2 separate regions of the Mus musculus genome follow, and region 1 is linked to region 2. The links are chromatin contacts, called in public promoter capture Hi-C maps. All regions are on one chromosome and are shown on one strand. Each heading gives the region's core, a stretch centred on a gene start, on an enhancer-like site or on the middle of the called end of the contact. The rest is flanking DNA. Distances are from core to core; before and after follow the strand shown.

Evidence for each region. Promoter capture Hi-C pulls out the DNA fragments that hold promoters and counts their contacts.
Region 1: a promoter capture Hi-C map of embryonic stem cells shows a contact between it and region 2, with 7 times the contacts expected there. The contact joins the enhancer-like site here to the promoter of Cisd2 in region 2. A contact is called at or near these places in 2 of 39 promoter capture datasets (cranial neural crest and embryonic stem cells) and 6 of 115 datasets of contacts at active chromatin or transcription factors (bone marrow-derived dendritic cells, embryonic forebrain, embryonic stem cells and 1 more).

The regions. Positions count from the first base shown.
Region 1 is chr3:137,843,120-137,849,813 of GRCm38.p6, reverse strand. No RefSeq gene overlaps it. Among named protein-coding and RNA genes, the nearest start is that of Gm43403, 18 kb to the left of the region's middle. Within about 2 kb of position 1,278, at least 34 of the 459 cell types and tissues checked have an H3K27ac peak or open chromatin away from gene starts, as enhancers often do. A contact at or near this core is called in embryonic stem cells, where this site is marked.
Region 2 is chr3:135,419,411-135,426,064 of GRCm38.p6, reverse strand. Cisd2 (CDGSH iron sulfur domain 2) reads left to right here and starts at 2,632. Exons shown (of 3, transcript NM_025902.3): 1 at 2,632-2,806. The coding sequence starts at 2,704.

The DNA.
Region 1 (6,694 bases), core at 29-2,528, 2.4 Mb before region 2:
CATTTTCCATTCAAACCATCACATACCCTTACCTTCACTCACACACTAATGTGGCATGCTAATGCCAAAGGCGCACACATGGACACACGCGCATACACACACACACACACACACACACACACACACACACCCCTAAACACACACAACAAACACATTAATCAAATCAAAAATTAATAAATGATGTCTGCCGGGGCCTAGCAAACACAGAAGTGGATGCTCACAGTCAGCTATTGGATGGATCACAGGGCCCCCAATGGAGGAGCTAGAGAAAGTACCCAAAGAGCTAAAGGGAACTGCAACCCTATAGGTGGAACAATATGAACTAACCAGTACCCCGGAGCTCTTGTCTCTAGCTGCATATGTATCAAAAGATGGCCTAGTCGGCCATCACTGGAAAGAGAGGCCCATTGGACTTGCAAACTTTATATTCCCCAGTACAGGGGAACGCCAGGGCCAAAAAGGGGGAGTGGGTGGGTAGGGGAGTGGGGGTGGGTGGGTATGGGGGACTTTTGGGATAGCATTGGAAATGTAAATGAGGAAGATACCTAATACAAAATTAAAAAAAAAATGATGTCTACCTGTTGTGTTTTCAATTAAGTTGGTTTCTAAATGTTGTTTGTGGCCAGTTCAAACTAGAAGGTCCATTTCTAATGCCATTGGAGTGTCACTTGATTAGGACCTGGAAGACTACCATTCTCTTCTCGGTTGATTGTGACAATGGATTGACTTAAAAGACTGGGGGCGGGTTTTGATTGATTGTTTTTTGTTTTTTTCCAGGTAGGATTTCTCTGTGTAGCCCTGAGCTGTCCTGGATCTTGCTCTGTAGACCAGGGCGGCCTCAAATTCAGAGATCCATCTGACTCTGCCTCCTGAGTGCCGGGATCAGCTGGGATTAAAGTTGTGTGCCATCACCACCTAGCAAGTTTTGAGTATAGCAAGTTTAGTATTTTTTTTATTCATGGTGCATATTTTTGGAGGAAGCCAAATCTCCTCAAAATTCACCCTCAGAAGCTGGACCTGCTTTAAATAATTGTTGTTGCGGAAATTCATTTATCTGCAAGATTAAGTGTTGCCAACTGCCTGGTTCCGTTTGTTTCATACACTTCCATGGGTACTTTCTCACTTATGCCACCCTTCATGGGTTATGAGAATTGTTGCCAAGGTAAATAGACTGAAGAACAGGAAGTAGATCGTGGAAGTCCTGCGTGGTTGCTCCCCAGTCCCGCGTCCTCCTACAGAGAGGGTTAGCACGTGATTGGCTCGTGCTGATGTATACGGAGGTAATGTGTTGTTTCTATATCAAAGCTTTTAGGGAAGCCATATGTAAGGGGAAGTTCTGATACTAAGGTCTAGTTCCCTAATTGATTCTTGATTTGTCAATAAAGAAGGCCGGGAACTCATTGCTGGGTGGAAGGGGCAGGTTGGGACTTCTGGGTCCCAGGAGGAAAGGGCAGATGCAAGCAAGGAGAGGAGGCTTTTCAGCCATGCTTTGGGGAAAAAGGGACACAGCCACCATGTAAGACCTCGGGGGCAGGTAGGGCCTGCAACCTCCTCTATGGGCGGGTTGCCAAAGATGTTTGGCAGGGGCTAATTGGAACAAGCCACTAAGTTTAGGGCAGAAGGAGAGACGGAGATAATACATTGGTAAGGACACACATTTCCAGGCGGGAGGTATTTGTGCCCAGCAATTGTGCTTAGCAGGCAAGTTATGGTAATAAGGCTGAGTATGCTGTCTTTTATCCCCGGATTCAAAAGGAAGCTGGGTTAGGGCTGTTTGCGATCAATCCAGGAGCTAAACCAGGTGGAACAAAGGGTAAACGAGAGGCTGGTAGCACAGCATGGCAGCTGCGGGGCAAGGCAGAAGCCTGTTTTTAAAACTACACGCAACATACATATGCCTCCATGTCGTCTTCTGTATTTGGGAGTGGTGCATGTATGACTCTAAGGCAGATGGAGTGGTAAGTCTAAATTTTCTACTTGATGGGATTTAGAATCACCATGGAAACAAGTCTGAGCATGTTTGTGAGGGATTATCTGGATTATGTTATTTGAGGTGAAGAAGACTCACCCTAAATTTGGGTGGGACCATTTCACAGCTGGAATCTCAGATAGCGATCTGCTTCCTGATTGCGGATGCCAATCATAAATAACCTACTCACCTCGATGGACAGCATACCGTTGAGATGAACCAAAACAAGGCGCTCTCACTCTCCTTTCTCTCTGAGTTGCTGTTTTCATGGTATCTTGTCACTCGGAGAAGAAAAAAAAAAAAGTAAAACAGGAGACAAGAACACATCTACAAGACTGAGTTCATAGAAGGAAATCTTGAAAACCAGAACTCCAACCCTTGAGTTGGGTTAGGCTACTGTGATTTTTGGTTATAGCATTTAGGTCTCCAAACTAATAAAACATGTGAAGTTAGCTTTGAAAGCCTTATACTATAAAGCCCATTATTTTTAGTAGCCTATCCTTATGCTTGAACTTTTGGGTTCAACCTCCAGCACAATTTTAAAAAAATTAAAATATGTTTTTTATTTTATCTACCATCTATATCTAGATCATCTATGTTATCTATCAACTATTTATTTGAGGCAGGGTCTCACTATATTCCCTAGCTGACCTGGAATTACTATGTAAATCAGGCTGGCCTTGAACTCATAGAAATCTACCTGATTCTCAAGTGCTGGGATTAAAAGAATGTCCTAGCACACTAGGAATTTATTATTTTTTTAACAATAACTATAGTGTGCCTGTTGGTTCCTACCAGTTCACCCAGCAGTCAGGAGACTTTAGGAGTAGGAATATTGTGAGTCCCAGACCCACAGCAGAGCTGTGCAAAACAAACACCACCACCACCACCACCACCAACAACAACAACAACAAACCCACTGAAAATATTGAAGGATGTGAAGGGCTCTAACAGGCTTGAGCGTGGCAAATGTGCCCCCAGGTTTTTTGCCTTTTACCCTTCTTTCTTCCTTGCTAAACACTGTTAGATTACACTCCTAAAGCTACCCCCCCCCCCCGCCACGCCCCAGGTCTATTTCCTCATTTGTCCACTGACTCATTTCCTAAGACGAACCACCAAGGTCCAGCAATCAAAATCCATCACTTAGTTAACATAGCCAACCAGAACTTACCAACTTCTCCTAACACAGACGCCCCCACTTTCTCCTTAAAAACCCATCCTGAAAAAAAAAAGAAAAAACCAAAACAACAACAACAACAAAAAAACCAAAAAAACCACCTGCTACTGAAGCAGCTGCTGCTTACTGACTGCCTTTGTGCAGTCCGGAGGCAGCCTGCTCACCCCCGCCACACATACACATTGTCCCTCCGGGACAATAAACCTCCTTTTGCTAAGAGTTTGGTGTAGGGATGTATCCTATACCAACTCCAAGGGGCTGCCCCAGCACCCCTTACAGGATAAGATCAAACAGTTTCTTGATTTTAAGATGTTCTAACATATCAAAAAAAGAAGACATGAAGATCTTCTCTACCCGGGTTCCACAGCTGTGATAAACATCGTAACCAAAAGCAAGGTGGGGAGGAAAATGGTTTGTTTGTTTGTTTTTTTTTTCAGCTTGAAGTTGTAGTCAGTTGTGTAAAGAAGTGGAGTCAAGGACTGGAGGCAGGAACCTGTTACCAGGAACTGATGCAGAGGCCATGGAGGGACACTACTTGGTGGCTAGCTTCACATGTCTGGCTTAGTTATCTTTTTTTTTTTTCAATATTTATTTATTTTATGTATGTGAGTACACTGTATACACTGTAGCTGTCTTCAGACACGCCAGAAGAGGGCATCAGATCACATTGTAGATGGTTGTGAGCCATCATGTGGTTGCTGGGAATTGAACTCATGACTTCTAGAAGAGCAGGCAGTGCTCTTAACCGCTGAGCCATCTCTCCAGCTCTTAGTTATCTCTTTTATATATCCTAGGCCCACTTGCCTAAGGATAAGCAAGGCTCATAGAGGTCTAGGCCTCCCACATCAATCATTAATCAAGTAAATACCCACACAAGCTCACCTATGGGCCAGTCTGCAGTGTAGTCACAGTCTACCCTTCCTGAGGTCTCTATTCTTGGGTTGTGGCTTGTCTTCCTTCTGTTTTTATTTTTTCCTTACTAAGAACACCCTCCATGTCTGATGTAAACCAGCCAGGCTAGCTTTGCAGCCTCACTGAGTTTCCCCACATAAAGGATATTTTATTGTTGGAGGCTGGCTTAGCTGTCTCAAAAAGTTGAATTCATCTGTGTAAGTGTATCTGTTGCAAATTTTATTTTTCTTGAGCTATACTAAGATAACACGTGGGAACCTTGTGTAAACATGCATGGGGAAAAGTGAATTTAGACAACTCAGATCTGACACTGCTACTGCCCAGGTTTAATTAGCCTCTGTGAATAGTACATAAACTGCAGGGTGTGCTTTGTCAACCCTTGTGCATCTTCCCAAGATGAAATAGCAGAAGGAGTGGGTGGTAGGCGAATGAGGGTGCATCTGTAGACTTAGAACTCAGGAGATGAAAGAGGGGCTGTGGGGTTGAGGCTAGCCTGGGGCATATCATAATAAGATCCTGTCTCCAAAAGACAGAGAATGTTCGGCATGGCTTGCAGAATGGCTCCTGCACAGAGGATGGAGAGCTGAAGAATGGCCACTCTGCCATCAGTGAGGTGGTCCTGGGACTGGAACAGTGGCCTTCACAAACACATCCGTGACATGGGCTTTGAGAAGCACACCCCTCAAGCATTCAAAGGGTCTGGAAATTTGCCACAGAGGAGAAGGGAACTTTAGATGTGTGTATTGATAACAGGTACAACAAAGCTGACTGAGTGAAAGAATATGAACTGGTCCATATCCTATCTGGGAGCATTTATCCTGGAAAAAATGGTGGAGATGTGTCTTAGAGTTTTACTGCTGTGAACAGACATGACCAAGGCAACTCTTGTAAGAACAATATTTAATTGGGCCTGGCTTACAGGTTCAGAGGTTCAGTCCATTATCATCAAGGCAGAAACATGGCAGCGTCTAGGTAGGCACGGTGCAGGAGTAGCTGAGAGTTCTACATCTTCCTTTGAAGGCTACAGCAGAGCTGGGCATTGGTGACACACGCCTTTAATCCCAGCACTCAGGAGGCAGAGGCAGGCAGATTTCTGAGTTCGAGGCCAGCCTGGTGAGTGAGTTCCAGGACAGCCAGGAATACACAGAGAAACCCTGTCTTGGGGAGGCGGGGGGAGGAAGAAGACTGCAGCAGAATACTGGCTTCCAGTCAGCTAGGATGAGGGTCTTAAAGCTTACACTCACAGTGACACACCTACTCCAACAGGGCCACACCTATTCCAACAGAGCCACACCCTCTAATAGTGCCACTCCCTGAGTTGAGCATAAACAAACTATCACTAGAAGATTCTGAAAACAAGATCTATGCTCTAGTAACCTATTTCCTGTCACCTGGAGATACTGATGGTTGCCAGCCACTTTGGGTGCTAGGAACCAAGGTCCTCTGCAAGATCAGCAAGTGTTCTTAATCACTCAGCCAGCTATAAAGACGAACATTGATTTTAAAAATAAAATCATGTAGTAAAACACACAACATTTCCATGAAAATATACCAGAAATAATTTGAGGATGCTGACAAGTGCCCTCTTTACTGTCTCATTCTTTTCTTGTTTGTTTGTTGTGAAACAGGGTCTTTAACAACCCAGGTTGGCCTGATACTATGTAGATAACGATGACGTTAGACTTCTGACCATTCTGCCTCTGTCTCCCATTTGTTAGAATTAGAAACTGTAGTGCCCGAATCCCCTTACTTCTAATATAGCAAGTTATGTTCTTTGTTGACTCTAATTTCAGCACAAAATGCAGTTTTATGTCTTTAAAAACTTGTAGGCAAATTCAGTCTCATACTGAAAGGCCCCAGGCCTTGTTAACTGTTATTTGGATTGCTTTGAATATTTTATATTTCAGATTGAAGTAAATACTCCATATTGTTACGTATTTGTGCTCAGATTTCTAAGAAATTGTTTGAGATGCTTAGAGCACTTGCATTAGTAGGGAAAGTTGTTTTTATAACATAAGTTTGAATCTTAGAACATAATTTTCAATCATGAAGAGAAAACTAAAGAAAATCTAGACTTTTCGAATACACTTGAAAAGAGGCCAAAGGCAGGACTTTCACTGTCTCTTTAGATATTCCTTTATGGAATGGATAGCTGGAAAGACAGCTTAGTGGGTAAAGACACTTGCTGTCAACCCCGATGGCCTGAGATAGATTCCTTCGACCAATAAAGTAGAAGAAAAAAGCCCACATCTACAGATTACCCTCTGATGCCCATATGACTCACACCCTCACACAAAATAAATGTAAGAGGCTGGAGAGATGGCTCAGCAGTTGAGAACACACACTACTTATCTTACGATTCTATTGCTGTGATGAGACACCAAACATTTAATTGGGGCTGGCTTACAGTTTCAGAGGTTTAGTCCATAGTCATCATGCCAACAAGCATGACAGCATGCAGGCAGATATGGTGCTGGAAGAGCTGAGAGTTCTACATCTTGATCTAAAGGCAGCCAGGAGGAGACTGAATTCCACACTGGGCAGAGCTTGAGCACAGGAGACCTCAAAGCCACCCCCACAGTGACATACTTCCTAAAACAAGGCCACACCCACTCCAACAAGGACACACCTCCTAA
Region 2 (6,654 bases), core at 1,383-3,882:
AAAAATAAGAGGGTGAACAGACAGTCAGTGAGTAAATGCACCAGCTGCTCTACCGAAGGCCTGGGTTTGAGTCCCAGCATTTACATAGGGGCTTACAACAGTCGGTGACTCCAGTCCCTAGGTATCTGATGCCTTTTCTGGTCTTCATAACTACCAGGCATGCATGTGGTACACAGACATACATGCAGGCAAAACACAGACACACTAAAAGAAGAAATTTAAAGAGAAAAGAAGTGAAACAGGATATAAATTCTGATGGGACTATAAGACTATCCTTTAACATAGCTCGTGCCATTCAACAGAAACAGCTAATATATGATCCATACTTTTCTAAATTTCAAGGAAAAAAAGTTTTAGGCATATAAGCTTCCATCAAAAATATCAATCCAGTATCTACAAATACTGCTGAGAGGAAGCTAATCTCTCTCTCTCTCTCTCTCACACACACACACACACACACACACACCTGTAATTCTTTTTATATGGAATTCAAAAACATTCAAAGGAAAACAACAATTGCAGTGGTGGTATTGCCAACTGTGGCTCTAAAGAATACTGAGTCTCTCTGGGTATTAGACATACCCTATGTGGTGACAAGGGTGTCTGAGTGTGCTGAATTGTTGAGTCTCTCTGGGTATTAGACATACCCTATATGGTGACACTGGTGTCTGAGTACACTGAATTGTAATCTGGCACTTGAATATTTGTGTTTCTAAGACAGGTTTCTACCTTTTATCCCAAATGAAAAACTGTAGAGGTCTTAAGAATGTCATTCAACATAGCCTATTTTGTCCTTGTCATGATGAATTAAAAGAAATATCCAATGTCCTTTCGCAGACATTCTTCAGTGTACCCTATGTTCAACTTACCTCCTACTTCAACCATTTCCACAAGGACGGTATACCTGATTAGCAGAGGTAATACAGTTCAGAGGGCAAGAATGCTTAAATTTCACTCCTTTTAAGACAAACAACTTTGGGACCTTTTTTCCTTCAGACAAAAACAAACAAAACAAAACAAATAAACAAAAAACCTAACCTCCCAAAAGGAATGGAAATATGGAAATCCTAATGGAAACAGTAATCTTTTAAATCACCACTTTTTGGTGTATCATTTGCTATGCCATAGCTCATAGACATGTTCTATATCCAAAAACCTTCAATTATCCAATTGTACTTGGTCAATCTGATCAGGTTAAAAATGATAGTAATTTTAAAAAAACTTTTCATCACCTGCTACTTTTCTTTTTAGTGTTTTAGTGAAAAAAATGATCAGAGTTAAATTTAAACAGTTCAAAGAACAGTTTACTTTTCTTTTTTTTTTTTTAGATTTTTTTTTTAAATTAGGTATTTTCCTCGTTTACATTTTCAATGCTATCCCAAAGGTCCCCCATACCCACCCCCCCCCAACAGTTTACTTTTCAAACTTAAAATACCAACAAAAAAATAAAGCTGATTACAGCTCGATGTTACGTGGGCATACCAAATGCTGAATGTTACAGAACACTGATGTCAAGTTTCCAGGATACTTTTACCAGGTACTTGCTCTGGCCTTCCCTTAGCTCTAGTACTTGTGGTCTGTTTAAAGAATTTAAACGAGACACAGGATAGTGAAGACAAGAGTTTATTAAATGATAAAGTAGGGTACTCACAAAGGGGAGAAGAGACCAAAGGGAACACTATAGAGGTGAACAATTTCATGAGGTGACAGTGGATAACAGCTAAACTATGGTGTTGTGACATGTTTTTTAAGTAGGCTTTGTACTATTTAAGTCTCTTGAATAGACAATTTTCCGATTTCCTTGATAGGCCCATTTGGATGAACTCATAAAGGAGGGAGAACAGTGGTTACACCTTTATTCTTCCCAGAAAGCTCTCCTTTTCAGCACCAGATAGCAAACTTAAGATCTTTGGCTCAGTTTAGAATGTCATGTTTTCACCAAGGCCAGAGATTTTTTTTTTTTTTTGACCAGTAATCAGAGTTGCAGTTTCAGTTCCGAGGATTGTAAGCTGCAGACTGAACTTGGGGTCGGTCCATCCTCAGTGACCTTCAAGCCTGCTCATCTGACTAGCTTGCTATTCAACAGTAGGCTCCTGGGTCAAAAGCCCTTAACTCCACAGCGAATGCATTACCCTGGCTATTCTAACCTCAGCCAAGATAGGTAAGTAAAACCACTCCAATACCTTTACATTTTACAAGACGTAAGCCCCGTGTCACAGAAACTCCACAAGACAAGCGTGGTTATCCCAGCATTTGGAAGATGAAGATACTCATAGTTATCAGCCTCCTGAATGTCAGTTCAGGCTGGGTTACATGACTGTCTAAAAAAGGGGGTGGGGGGCAAACACATTTCCCCCCTTTAAAAAGAAAAGCCTTTGACTGCTTGGGCAGAACTGACTAAAGTTGCGGAGGAAAAAACAATCAGTGGGTAACTTTGGGTTTCTTTCAAAACCCGGCCACCCGCTTCCGCAGACGTCAAGGGTCGAAAGCGGACGCCCACCCCCGCAGCCGAGCCGAGGACAGGCCGGGCTCCGTACGCTGGGCGCTGCGTTGCGCTCGGCTCCGCTCCGCAGCGCGCACGTCACTCGCCGCGCGCCAATCGCGGCCCGGCGGGCCACCTCCCGCCCGAGCCCGCGAGCCCGCCGGCCGCTTCCGCTCTCACGCAAGCGCAGCAGCCGGGCAGCGGACGCCGCCGGCGGCAGGATGGTCCTGGACAGCGTGGCCCGCATCGTGAAGGTGCAGCTGCCCGCCTACCTCAAGCAGCTCCCGGTCCCCGACAGCATCACCGGGTTCGCCCGCCTCACAGGTAACCCTCCCGCCGCCGTCCCATCCTCGCGCGCCGCCCCCGTGGGGGCAGCGGTGGAGAGCGCGGCGCGGCGCGGGGCGGGCCGGGGCGGGGCGTCAGGCCTTGGCACGTGACCCGCGGCCGGCGTGCGCCTGCGCGGCGCGAGGCGGCCCCGGGAAGGGTTCCTTTCCCGGGCGACCGACCCAACGGGTTAATGCCGGGGAGTAGGTGCTGAGGTAGGAGCGACGCGGCTCGTTCCTGAACTCACTGTCGCATGCATCTTGTAAAGCACTTTCCAAGTCCTCGCTGTGTGAGGCGCCCAGCGCGTGGGGAAGAAGTACTGCCTCCACGCCATGCCCGTGTATGATGCCTGTATTAACGAAATCACCAGTGACCTCCCTTCCCGACAGCACTTGGAGGCTTGAAGTCACCTATCATGGAGGCATTTGAGGTCACCTCCATAACTACAGTTCCTGGAGCAAGTTGAGGTGCAGAAAAAGTAGCCGGATGTATTCCTAGGCTCTATGATTTTGGAGCATTGAATCTATTGTGAATTAAGGTTCTGCCTGTATGAAAAGGTTCCCGCAGCTCAGTAATAAATATCTTGACTATATGCAGAATGCAGTCAGTACTTGATAGATTGTGTTGGGTTTGGAGCATGATGGTGTAGGTTAAATTTTTCTAAACCGTGTCCGCAGACTGTATGAGATGGTGACAAAATCAGCAGTGCCTGAGGTCCCTAATATCAGCGAATGCAAACATGAATTTAGATAACTCGGAGGTGAGTAGTCTAGAGACATTTGACTTGAAATACAATAATTGGGAGACTTGGAAGAAAAAGTAATTCCGTGTACCAGAAGATGGAGTTCATACCAAATTGTTGAGGAGTATTTGGAGATGGGTGTCAGCCCCATTCCAAGGAAATTATTTTGTTTGCAGTTTGGCTTTTCCTGAGTGAGTTCCTCAAACAGATGTGCATTTGATACTCGCCCCTCCCAGGGATAAAAAGTAAAAACAAAAGAGACTCATGTGTTTATATGGATACACCTATACCATACAGACTTTAACAGAGAGATTTTTTTTTTAATTGTCACTGACAACTGCTCTGTTAACAAGTAGGTTTTAAGCTTTTAACGTGTTTAAACATTAGATCCAGTAGAGTGTATGAAAGAGATTAGAAAGCACTGTAGCTGACGAATCCACACCAAGGAAACATGCAGACACTTGAAGTAACATAAAAGTAACAAGAACAAAAAATTCCAAATCTTCTGTTCTCTATAAATATCAAAATTTCTTGGTCCTGTGCCCTTATTTTTAAAAACTGTAGCAAGTACATGACTTGACTTCCCTCCCCTGCCATTTCTTTACCTCGGCACTGTTTCGTGTAACCCTCCTGCAGGTATTCTGACAGTACTGATCTTGTCCTCTGCCTTCCTGCCCCTTTATAGCTTGAAATTTAGAGTTCTATATTTCAAATAAGTGCGTTGTAGTAGTTTAATGTTAGTATACATAAACCAATTGTTTTTTCTCTTCTGAATGGTATAGTCTTGAATGTAATTCACTAAAACTGGGAATTCAAAGCCAAAGAGGCATAGTCATTTTGTGGCATTGTTCTGCTTTGCCAATTTGTCTTAATAATACACATTAATTAGGAGTTTAATCCGTTTTTTTCTCACCCTACTGAAGGGCATCTTGCATGTGTTGGTTATGACTGTGGCTGCATTTATGTTAGTTTCAGGTTTTTGTGGATGAAATGTTGTTGAAGCAGGTTATGACTCTTTGTTTAGTGGCTAGAAAGCCTTATAAGCCTTATAAGCTTATGTCCTTACAGGTCTATTCATTCTGTCAGTAAATAATTCTTATTAAAGCCACTCAGGAAATTCAGCCATACCTTGCCCCTCCTAAACCAACAGTGTGCAGTAGCTTTCTCTCTAGAATTATGAAATATTTGATGTTAGCACTGTTTCTTAAAAATAACAACCACTCTGGCGTCCTCTCAGTTTCAGTCAGGGTCTCCTGTGACGCAGGCGGCTTCAGACGTCACTGAGGGTAATCTCGAACTCATGATCCTTCTGCCCTCGCCTTGCTAGGAACAGGCCCGGTGAAATGTGAGTGGCAGTTTAGTAGTAGCTATTTAAGCCCCAACACAGTGTCTACAAGTCTAGTTATAATCTGAATTGCTAGCTTGTCCAAGAAACATGAGCTTGCTTGCAGTAATGGCTTTCTGAGAACATTCTGTCTGGAATCTGACAATAACAGTTACAGAGTCTGTTTTGGAGGGCTGGTAAAACCCTGCAGGCTACTTTTCACCAGGTGTCCCCTTCAAAGTATATCATAATAATGTGATGTTTGTTTTCTTAAGGGAGCTACTTGAAGAATCTTTCATGTAGATTTTCATTCAAATAAAAACTTAGAAGACAGCTTTTAAGAAATTCATTTACATCTTTAGAAGACCAAAAGTGTCCTCATTTTCTTCCGTGAGAATCAGCCAGAAAAGGTTGTAGTTCACATCACCACTTCCCCTATTTAGATTTAGCTAGCTCCCTGCCCCACAGTTCCCTCATGATGAGTCTGCATTCTTAGAAAACATGCCGGTTCTAAATTACCACACAGGATTTAAATACTGACAGTTTGGATCTGTCAGAAACTATCTTTCTTTCTGTTAGATTCTCAAGAACAGTGCCTTTAAGCTGGTATAATTCTGCTCTTTGGAAACATAATACACTGATCTTAAAAAACATTTTCTATCATCTTAGGAAGCTTTAAAAATAAAAATGTAGGAAGAAAAATGTCCCTGTTCAAAAGCCAGAAGGCAGTTTATCCCTAGATTCATAAACTAGTCGGGATATTCGTTCAAGAAAATTTGTTCAGTTCTTGGAACTTGACAAAAAAGTTAACTTAAAACCCAGCAAGTGTGAGACTTTAATAATGCTTTTTTCACTGGTATGGTGGTACATACCTTTGATCCCAGCACTTGGGAGGCCAAGGCAGATGGATCTGTGTTCATGGCCAGTCTTGTCTATATAGTGAGTTCCAGGATAGACAGGACTACACAGAGAAATCCTGTCTCAAAAAAGAAAAAAAAAAGGTATTTTCCAGGGTAACACAGGCCTGAGATAGTTCATTCCTTTACTTTTGCCCAAAGGGACAAGTTTTAAGCCTATAATTTAGCAGGAAGATAGGTTGAAAACATACATCCACATAAGGTCTTGCTCATGTATGTTTGTATCACTCTTATTTATAATGATCTTTCAAATTGGAAGCATCCCAAATATCTACCTATCACCAGGAAAGCCAATTTTATTCCTGAAGTAGTACATTGGTCAGCAATAAAAAGAAATGAGTTTCTAATCTACTGGATGAAAAGTAACAACTTTATGTTGAATAAAAGAACATTTGATTACAGAAATCTGTAGTAGAGGAATAGGCTTGAAAAATTCAGAAAAGGACTTCCTTAGGATATACAGAAAAGTTTGCTGGTGACTATAGGGTACCAATACTTGTCACAAGGCAGAACCAACTGCTTGATATGTTTATTTTACTCTAAATACACCTCAATTTTTAAAAAATGGGACAAAGGTGAGTTTTCTCAATAAAAAAATGAGTAAAAACAAAAGATAGTTGTTTTTATTAACATGTAAATAATTTCTAAAAGATAAGAATTTAACTTTAGAAAATTTTTTGATAAGTTGGGGAAATATATAGGTATTCTTAGATTATACGTTTTTCTTTCTCCTAGTCAGCCCAACTATGCTTAAAAGCCAGTGGGATTAAGAATTAACTTGGGGGGGTTGGAGAGGTGGCTCAGTGGTTAAGAGCATTGAGTGCTCTTCCAGAGGAGCTGGGTTCAATTCCCAGCGCCCATATGG